Linked DNA regions of Danio rerio: region 2 is linked to region 1. A link is a contact called in public Micro-C data. All regions are on one chromosome and are shown on one strand. The core of a region is the stretch at or near the end of the contact, and the rest is flanking DNA. Distances in the headings are between cores, read along the strand shown.

Region 1 (4,466 bases), core at 70-2,569:
TTTGTATTCCAGGCGTCTGCAAACTCTTAGTGAAGGCTGTCTTTACATTCTCCTGTCAGAGCAAATCATGTTCCTCTGGTTTCTCCTACAGACACACACAGCAGCCAATAGTAAAGCAGCAGATTTAGGGGCCGTCGCAATTTCACTGTGCTGTACGTTAGTGCATGCTTACAGATGAACAGTGCTTCAGAAATCCTGTTATTATCATTATTATTATTATTAACAATATTAGGGTTATTATTGCTATTTGCATACATATTTGGATTAGATTGTAGTTTAGTAGATTTATTATTATTAATATTATATTTTAATGCAATTATTATTGTTAATGTTGTTATTAATATTATTGTCATATGAAAATATGCATGCAAATAATAATGTATATTACTATAATTTATAATATTTGTATTCTTATAATTGGTAATTTTACTATTTGCATGCATGTTTGAATATAATTATTCATTTATTCATTTTTCTTCGTCTTAGTCCCTTTATTTATCAATAGTCGCCACAGCAGAATAAACCGCCAACTATTCCAGCATATGTTTCACACAGTGGATGCCCTTCCAGCTGCAACCCAATACTGTGAAACACCCATTCACACTCATTCTCTCTGTCACAAACACACACTCATACATTACGGCATTACATTACATGTGTTTGAACTGTGGGAGATACTGGAGCACGCGGAGGAAACCCATGCCAACACGGAGAGAACATGCAAACTCCACTCAGAAACACCAACTAATCCAGCTTGGACTCGAACCAGCAACCTTCTTGCTATTAGGTGCTAACCAATAAGAATATTTTCCTAGGTTGCGGCTGGAAGGGCATTGGCTGTGTAAAACATATGCTGCATTAGTTGGCGGTTCATTCCGCTGTGGCGACCCCTGATAAATAAGGGACTAAGCCAAAGGAAAATTATTGGATGGGTTGGATGTATTTAAATAAATGCATGCATTACATTATCTGAAGCCTAACACAAAATAATGTTACTAAAAAAATTGCACCTCCCGATTCGCTCACTGAGAAAAACGCAAAGGGAACGAAATCGCGACGCTCCCTCCGCACTCCGTCTGTCCGCCGCCCCGCCCGCGCCCGACGCTGATGAGCCGCAGACAGCAGGGCGCCTGAGCGGGTCTGAACAGCTCCAAACTCCGACACACACCGCGACACTCCGCGCTCCGGTCCAGAGCGACCCACGGAGCTCCAGCAGCACTTCACACAACTTTACTCGGAGTCAAACACACACGCATACACACATACTCAATCAGAGAGACAAACATCAGAGTGGAGAAAGCTGCGCTGGCGGCCGCGTTGGCCGACTGGAGACTCTTTCTCACCGCACACCGAAAGTATGGCCGCGCGCGCGCTCTTCCTGATCGCCCTCGGAGCTCTGAGCGCCCGCGCGCAGTACGGAGACCGCGGAATGTCGGTGCCCGAGCATGGCTTCTGCCAGCCCATCTCCATCCCTCTGTGCACGGACATCGCCTACAACGAGACCATCATGCCCAACCTGCTCGGCCACACCAACCAGGAGGACGCGGGACTGGAAGTGCACCAGTTTTACCCGCTGGTGAAAGTGCAGTGCTCGCCAGACCTCAAGTTCTTCCTGTGCTCCATGTACGCGCCGGTGTGCACGGTGCTGGAGCAGGCGCTGCCGCCGTGCCGGTCCCTCTGCGAGCGCGCGCGTCAGGGCTGCGAGGCGCTGATGAATAAATTCGGCTTCCAGTGGCCGGAGAGCCTGGCGTGCGAGTCCTTCCCGGTGCACGGCGGAGAGCTCTGCGTGGGACAGAACACCACCGGGCCGAGCCCCCCAGTCAGCCCGACTCCCGACGCGACGCAGGCGCCTCCGGAGCCCTCCCAGCGCGGCCGCTTCCAGTGCCCGCCGTCGCTCAGAGTCCCCCCGTACCTCAACTACCGCTTCATGGGAGAGGACAACTGCGGAGCGCCCTGCGAGCCCAGAAAACTGCACGGCATGATGTACTTCAGCGAGGACGAGCAGAAGTTTGCGCGCATCTGGATCGGGATCTGGTCCGTCCTATGCTGCGCTTCAACTTTATTCACAGTTCTGACTTATCTGGTGGACATGAAGCGCTTCAGCTACCCGGAGAGACCCATCATATTCCTGTCCGGCTGCTACACCATGGTGTCCATCGCCTACATCGCCGGATTTCTCCTGGAGGACAAGGTTGTCTGCAACGAGCAGTTCGAGAACGAGTTCAGGACTGTGGTTCAGGGCACCAAGAAGGAAGGCTGCACCATATTGTTCATGATGCTGTACTTCTTCAGCATGTCCAGCTCCATCTGGTGGGTGATCCTGGCGCTCACCTGGTTCCTGGCGGCCGGGATGAAATGGGGTCACGAGGCCATCGAGGCCAACTCGCAGTACTTCCACCTCGCGGCCTGGGCAGTGCCCGCCATCAAAACCATCACCATCCTGGCTGTGGGTCAGGTGGACGGGGACGTGCTCAGCGGGGTGTGCTTTGTGGGCATCAACAGCGTGGACGCGCTGCGCGGATTCGTGCTCGCGCCGCTCTTCGTGTACCTGTTCATCGGCACCTCTTTCCTCCTGGCGGGATTCGTGTCGTTGTTCCGCATCAGGACCATCATGAAGCACGACGGCACTAAAACGGAGAAGCTGGAGAAGCTTATGGTGCGGATCGGGATCTTCAGCGTGCTCTACACGGTTCCGGCCACCATCGTGATCGCCTGTTACTTCTACGAGCAGGCCTTCCGCGCGCACTGGGAGCAGACGTGGAGCGCGCACTCGTGCAAGACATACGCGGTGCCGTGTCCCGCGCACAACCCGCAGATGAACCCGGACTTCACGGTGTTCATGATCAAGTACCTGATGACCCTGATCGTGGGCATCACCTCCGGCTTCTGGATATGGTCTGGAAAGACGCTCAATTCCTGGAGGAAGTTTTACACGAGACTGGCGAACAGCAAACAGGGAGAAACCACAGTGTGAAGCTCTGCTTTCGTTATTATTACTGCTCACCACTTCACCTGAGTGATCGATTGTGTTGTACAGAAACACTGTGCTTTTTTGTACTTACTTTTTGTATTTAAAACTCTCTCTTGGATGTGCTTTTTTAATCAAAGGACTACTTTTTTTGGAGATTATTTATGCCTTCCTCTTGGAATATTCTGGGTTGGGATCTGTATGTAAAAATGCGTTTTTCACAGTTTTAATTCGACTTCAGTGTTTTTTCCACGGGCGAATATTCAAACTTTTACATGCAAATGAAGCAGATGCTGATGATGTTATTAATCACTGAAATGATGATGATGATGATGATGATGGTGTGTGTGAATGCTGCACCCAGCACATACAGCACACGGGACGCTTTGAGCTTTAAATTAAAGCAGAGATTGTGCTGAATGACGCGACTAGATCTTAAAGATAATCAGTAAGCTCTGCTGGTTGGAGATCTGCTTAATTCGGCCCATTCGCTGGTCTTCCAGGCTGTTTGCAGATGTAAAGTGCCTTTTTTCCTCGTTTCTTTCAGTCCTGCACTTCTCAAAGAAATGTTCCTCGAGTCTGTAATGATGTTTCTGAAGGGTTTGTGTTCTCTCTTATGGCTCTTTTGCACAGAAGTACCTCTAAACATACAGCTAGAACACGATGGACCGTGTCTGCAATGCACTTCTCAAATACTTCATAATGTCTGTGTCGGTATCATAACCATAAATGCACCATGGGAATGTTTGGAGACTTCCTCATGCATGTGTGAAGCGATAATACATCAGTTGATGTCGGAGATTATCCAATTTAATAATACTGTTTATTCAAAATCTACAAGATAATCTGTTTACAAGGACATTTCGATAGAGACAGTTCACCCAAAAATCAAAAGTCATTTACTCATCATTCATGTTTTCTTTCATCTGTTAGACACAAAAGAAGATGCTTTGAAACATGTTGAAAACCGGTAACCATTGACTTCTATAGTATTTGTTTTTCCTAGCCTGGAAGTTCATCGGTTTTATGCTTTAATATAAGATTGTACTATTATCATATATAAGATTGTTTAAACCCAAATTTGTGTCAAACTTTTATAGAATTTGGACTATAAAATACACTGAAAGATGAACTCAGCTGTATGTTTTGTCAATATGTGACTCTGGACCACAATACCAGTCAAAAGTGTCTATTTTTGGAAATTAAGAGCCGTGCATTATCTGAATAACTAGCTGAATTAATAAGTTTTTCATTTATGTACACTAAAGCAAAAAAATGGTGTCTGCAAAATTGTTGCAAACAATTTTGACTTTAAACAAACAAATTAAAATTAGGTTATTTTCAACTTAGTTTGTTTGTTTAAATTCAGCCCAAATAAATTGTTTACATCCACTTAACTTTAAACATTTTAGTAAATCCAAGGAATCATCTTCGAATTATTTTTTTCAGTGTTTGTTAGGATTGGAGAATGTTTTTATAAATTAAATTTAATAATTTA
Region 2 (4,926 bases), core at 1,279-3,778, 68 kb before region 1:
ATTCTAAGCAATATGAACAGTAAAAGGTTCAGAAGAAAATGATTTATTGCAATACTCACTTTGTTTTACTTAAAAGCCAAGAAAACCACAGTAGTTCCTAGTGTACTGTATAAAAAAAATGAACACTAAAATCTCACAGCTGCTGGTAGCCCATGTACAAACTGGGGAGCAGCAAATGAATCTCTCATTGTGTTTTGTTTGATAACAGAGGTGTTAATGTAAGAATGCACAGATCTGTAATGAAGCATTCGACTACTTTAGTAACCGTTTGTGTTCATTTAAGAGAAAATTAGTTGTGTTTAAAATAAAACATGCAGGACAGAGCAAAAAAAAAAAAAAAAGAAGCACTTTTCTGACGGTCCCTTACTGAGAGCTCCGCTCAGCATGAGCTTTCCTGGCTAAACGCATATTACGAGGGCTTAAACGGAGCAGTGCTCGTAATATCGAGCGGAATAAAGAGAAAGACAGCTGTGAAACATAACCAGCTTTGTCTTTTTGTAGGAAACACACTTCAGATCATTTTAGGGTAAGAGTTTTTTGAATTATTGCCGTCTAACACTGAATGTGTCAGGAATATCGATAACAAAATCAAACCATACTCATTTCTGGCGCCCCTCTGGATGTACAGCGCCCTTAGCATTTGCCTATATGCCACAGTCCAGCCCTGGTCCTCACCGCAGATTTGAAAGACGCCGGTGCTTTCTCGTACTGTTGTCTCACTTCACCGGCGCTTCCTCATACTGTTGCCCTAACCTCAGTTCACCGCCGCTCGCCATGTTAAAGTGTGCAATGGTGGTTAAGCGCCCCTAACTTTAGAGCACAGTGATTGGATATTTATTGACCATGATCACCACCCATCTTGAAAAGCTTGCCCCCTCACATATACTAATGTGCCACAAACAGGACATTAATATCACCAACCATTCCCATTTCATTAAGGTGCATCCATATAAATGGCCCACCCTGTATACAAACACACACACAAACACACACACACACACACACACACACACATATATATATATATATATATATATATATATAACAAAACAAATCTACTATTTAGATGTGTTCTTGTTTTCCACATTAATTTTACCAGGGTAGAATTACATGCACACTGTTTGAGTGTGTATTTTCATGGCTCGTCTCATCACAGATCATAAATGATAGATGCTGCCGTTAGTTGCTTTTGTTTGTTTCTTGACATTTAATGTATTTAAGCACTATTAAGTTGTTTTGAATTCTGTACTAATTAAATTGCCCGTCATAATTCAAAAACAGCACAAACATAATTCATTTACAGCAGAATAATTAACTTGTGGCCTGCTGATGTTCAGCATATGATTATTCCATTACTATGATTTTACCTTGATATATAAGCTCTAATAAAGACAGATATGTTCCTGAGTGTAATCCAACACCGCCCCCTGCTGGACACACTGCTCCTGCACACACACTCTGTTCACTAGTGCCGTTTAACAGGTCAGGCATCTCTACTAATGTGCTCATAATACACATATATGAGAAACATACACACACACATGTTAGTATTGGTGGTTAATGAGGACTCTTCATAGGCGTAATGTATTTTACACAGTATGGCCCTCCCCCTAAACCCAACCCTCACAGCAAACCTGTGGATAATTAAATCAAGAGACCCCATTAAGGAGGATTTTTACATTATAAGGACACAAAGGATGTCCTCATAATGTTGTAATGCCATCATAGCCATGTCATTACACAAAAACATACACACACACACTGACACTCTTACTCTTACACACACTCTTACATGACACACAGACTATTATTAGCAGTAGAGTAGGTCTCCATCTGCGTGTCGCACTGTCCTTCATCTTGAGTGTGTTTTCTCCTGAAGGACTCACTGTGCTCTTCTCTTGTGTGTGTGTGTGTGTGTGTGTGTGTGTGTGTGTGCAGGTTTTGGGGACACCGTCAGAGGAGACGTGGCCAGGTGTTCACTCACTGCCGCACTTCAAACCAGGTAAACATCATCCTGTGCATCTGAGCGTCAATCACACACACTCGAACACTCTCACACACACTAGAACACACTCAAACACACTCACACACACTAGAACACTTGCCCTTGAGGACAGTCTAATATAATGCGAGCGAGTAGGGTTATAGTTTGTGTAATATTATTGGATTGCAGGTAATGAGGCACGTGAACTCTAACATGTTTCCCTGAACACCTTTATGAGTTTCTTTTCACTGTTGAACACGAAACACAATATTCACGATAATAATGGCTGTTTCTTTTCTTCCAGCAATCTTAACAATATCTTCCTTTGTGTTCAGCAGAAGAAAAAAAACTCAAACAAGTTGAAATGAGGAAATGAAGACAGATTTTTATTTTATTTTTAGGGTGAACTTGACCCTTTAAACACAACATCTTGCTATAGTGTGTGAGTGAGTGTGTAGATCCGGGTTTGCAGAATGCAGTGTGCTAGTGTAGTGCTCTAGAAATGTGGACACACTGCCCTCTGCTGACTGACATTGTACACTACAGCAGTGGTTCTCAAAGTGGGGGTCGTGGGACAATGAAGGGGTCAAGGGCATACAGTAGGTTTGTACTTGACATTGGTGGGGACGGATGAATCAAACAACCCCCAAGAATGAACATATATGTATAAAGTTAAAGCCAAAATTATTAGCCCCCCTGAATTATTCACCTCCCTTTATTTTTCGCCCAATTTCATTTTAGCAAAGACTAAATCCTTGCTATGATGACAGTAAATAATATTAGACTAGATATTCTTCAAGACACTTCTATACAGCTTAAAGAGACATTTAAAGGCTTCACTAGGGTAATTAGGTTAACTAGGCAGGTTAGGGTAATTAGGCAAGTTATTGTATAACGATGGTTTGTTCTGTAGACTATCCAAAACAAATATTGCTTAAAGGGGCTAATAATAATAATAATAATAATAATAATTCCTTACATTTATATAGCGCTTTTCTGGGCACTCAAAGCGCTTTACACACAATGGGGGGATCTCCTCATCCACCACCAGTGTGCAGCATCCACCTGGATGACGCGACGGCAGCCATTTTGCGCCAGACCGCACACCACACACCAGCTAATTGGTGGAGAGGAGACAGCGATGAAGCCAATTGGAATATGGGGATGGTTAGGAGACCATGATAGACAAAGGCCAGTTGGCAGATTTGGCCAGGATGCCGGGGTTAAACCCCTACTCTTTTCGAAGGACATCCTGGGATTTTTAACGACCACAGAGAGTCGGGACCTCGGTTTAACGTCTCATCCGAAAGACGGCGCTCACTGAGCAGTAAAGCGTCCCCGTCACTATACTGGGGCATTAGGACCCACACAGACCGCAGGTTGGGCGCCCCCTGCTGGCCTCACTAACACCACTTCCGGCAGCAACCTAGCTTTCCCATGTGGTCTCCCATCCAGGTACTGACCGGGCGCAGCCCTGCTTAGCTTCAGTGGGCGACCATGTGAGAGTTGCAGAGAGCTAGCTGCTAGCTCAATAATAATATTGACCTTTAGATGCATATTGTTGCATTCTTTATATTTAACCAATTAGTAACACACATTTTTAGATCAGACGGCTGTTGTTCAATGACTAATCACCTTAACTTTACCCTAATTAACCTAGTTAAGTATTTAAATGTCACTTAATAAGTCACTGAATACAAGTGCTTGAAGAATATCTAGTCTAATATTATTTACTGTCATCAAGGCGAAGATAAAATAAATCAGTTATTAGAGATATTAATTAATAACTATTATTAGAGTTATTAACACTATTATGATTAGAAATGTGTTGAAACTATCTGCTCTTTAACAGCACTAGGGAATGTTAGAAAAATAAAAATACATAAAGGTTTCAACTGTACATAAACTATTACTTATAAATTGATAGGCAAGTGCAAACAATAATGATAAAATAATAAAAATAATAATATTTATAAAAATAATAATAAAAAATTATATCAATGTAGTGTTTTTGTCTTAATTTAATTGATTGTTATTGTTTACATTCTCCTGTGATATGTCTGTGTAGTTCAGTGTTGTGTCAGCAGATGGCAGTGTTTACTGCACTTCATCTGTGACGGATCTTTAATATCCCTACTGTATGAGAGGACATGTGTCTTGAGAAAGTACTGTAGTAAATACTATAGTGTTTTTAAACCATACTATAGTAAATTATTGCTCCAGCATACTGCAGTATTAGCTATAGTCAATTGATAAATTGTAATAACTATACTATACTATACTATACCATACTATACTATACCAATGGTTCTCAAAGTGGGGATCGGGACCCCCCGAGGGGTCGCGGGACAATGAAGGGGGGTCGCCTGGTGGTTTCCAAAAATCTATTTATTTTTATTAAACCATAAGAATTACCATATTTTATCCATAACCTTCTGAAGAGAAAAAATAGTCGTATATACCATATATGGTTACTATAGTAGCTTATAGTTACTACTTCTATTGGATTGCAACCCCTGGGGTAATTCCATTGTATTAATGACACAGCAATAGCGTCAGATGCAGCAGATTTCACAACACCTGGTTAAACTTTGTGGCCCATTTCCAGCTCTCATACATTAAAAAAATTAAAAGAAGAATAGACTTGGGTCTATTGGTTTGTGTGCGCCATTGCATGCAAGGTTTCTGTATTTATAACCACCTCAGAGGGTATAGGGGGTCGCGAGTCACTGGCATTGACATTTTGGGGGTCACGGCCTGAAAAGTTTGGGAACCCCTGTACTATACGGTACTATATTATACTATACTATACTATACTATACTATACTATTCTATACTATACTATACTATACTATACTATACTACAACTGCTGTGTATTGTTGTGTAATATATATCATAGTTGTCAAAAGCTACAGTATTGTGTCATTTGTTTATATTACAG

What was found. Hi-C and Micro-C count contacts between places; a contact is called where the count stands out from the background.
Region 2: a contact with region 1 is called in a Micro-C map of caudal fin, with 8 times the contacts expected there. The contact joins the enhancer-like site here to the promoter of fzd1 in region 1. A contact is called at or near these places in 2 of 18 Hi-C or Micro-C datasets (caudal fin and an unstated tissue) and 1 of 4 datasets of contacts at active chromatin or transcription factors (embryo).

The regions. Positions count from the first base shown.
Region 1 is chr16:58,280,053-58,284,518 of GRCz12tu, reverse strand. It overlaps fzd1 (frizzled class receptor 1), which reads left to right and starts at 1,319. Exons shown (of 1, transcript NM_001130614.1): 1 at 1,319-3,019. The coding sequence starts at 1,358. The coding sequence ends at 2,974.
Region 2 is chr16:58,348,308-58,353,233 of GRCz12tu, reverse strand. It overlaps cdk14 (cyclin dependent kinase 14), which reads left to right. Exons shown (of 15, transcript NM_001430898.1): 11 at 1,939-2,002. Among named protein-coding and RNA genes, the nearest start is that of fzd1, 68 kb to the right of the region's middle. Within about 2 kb of position 2,528, at least 5 of the 62 cell types and tissues checked have an H3K27ac peak or open chromatin away from gene starts, as enhancers often do.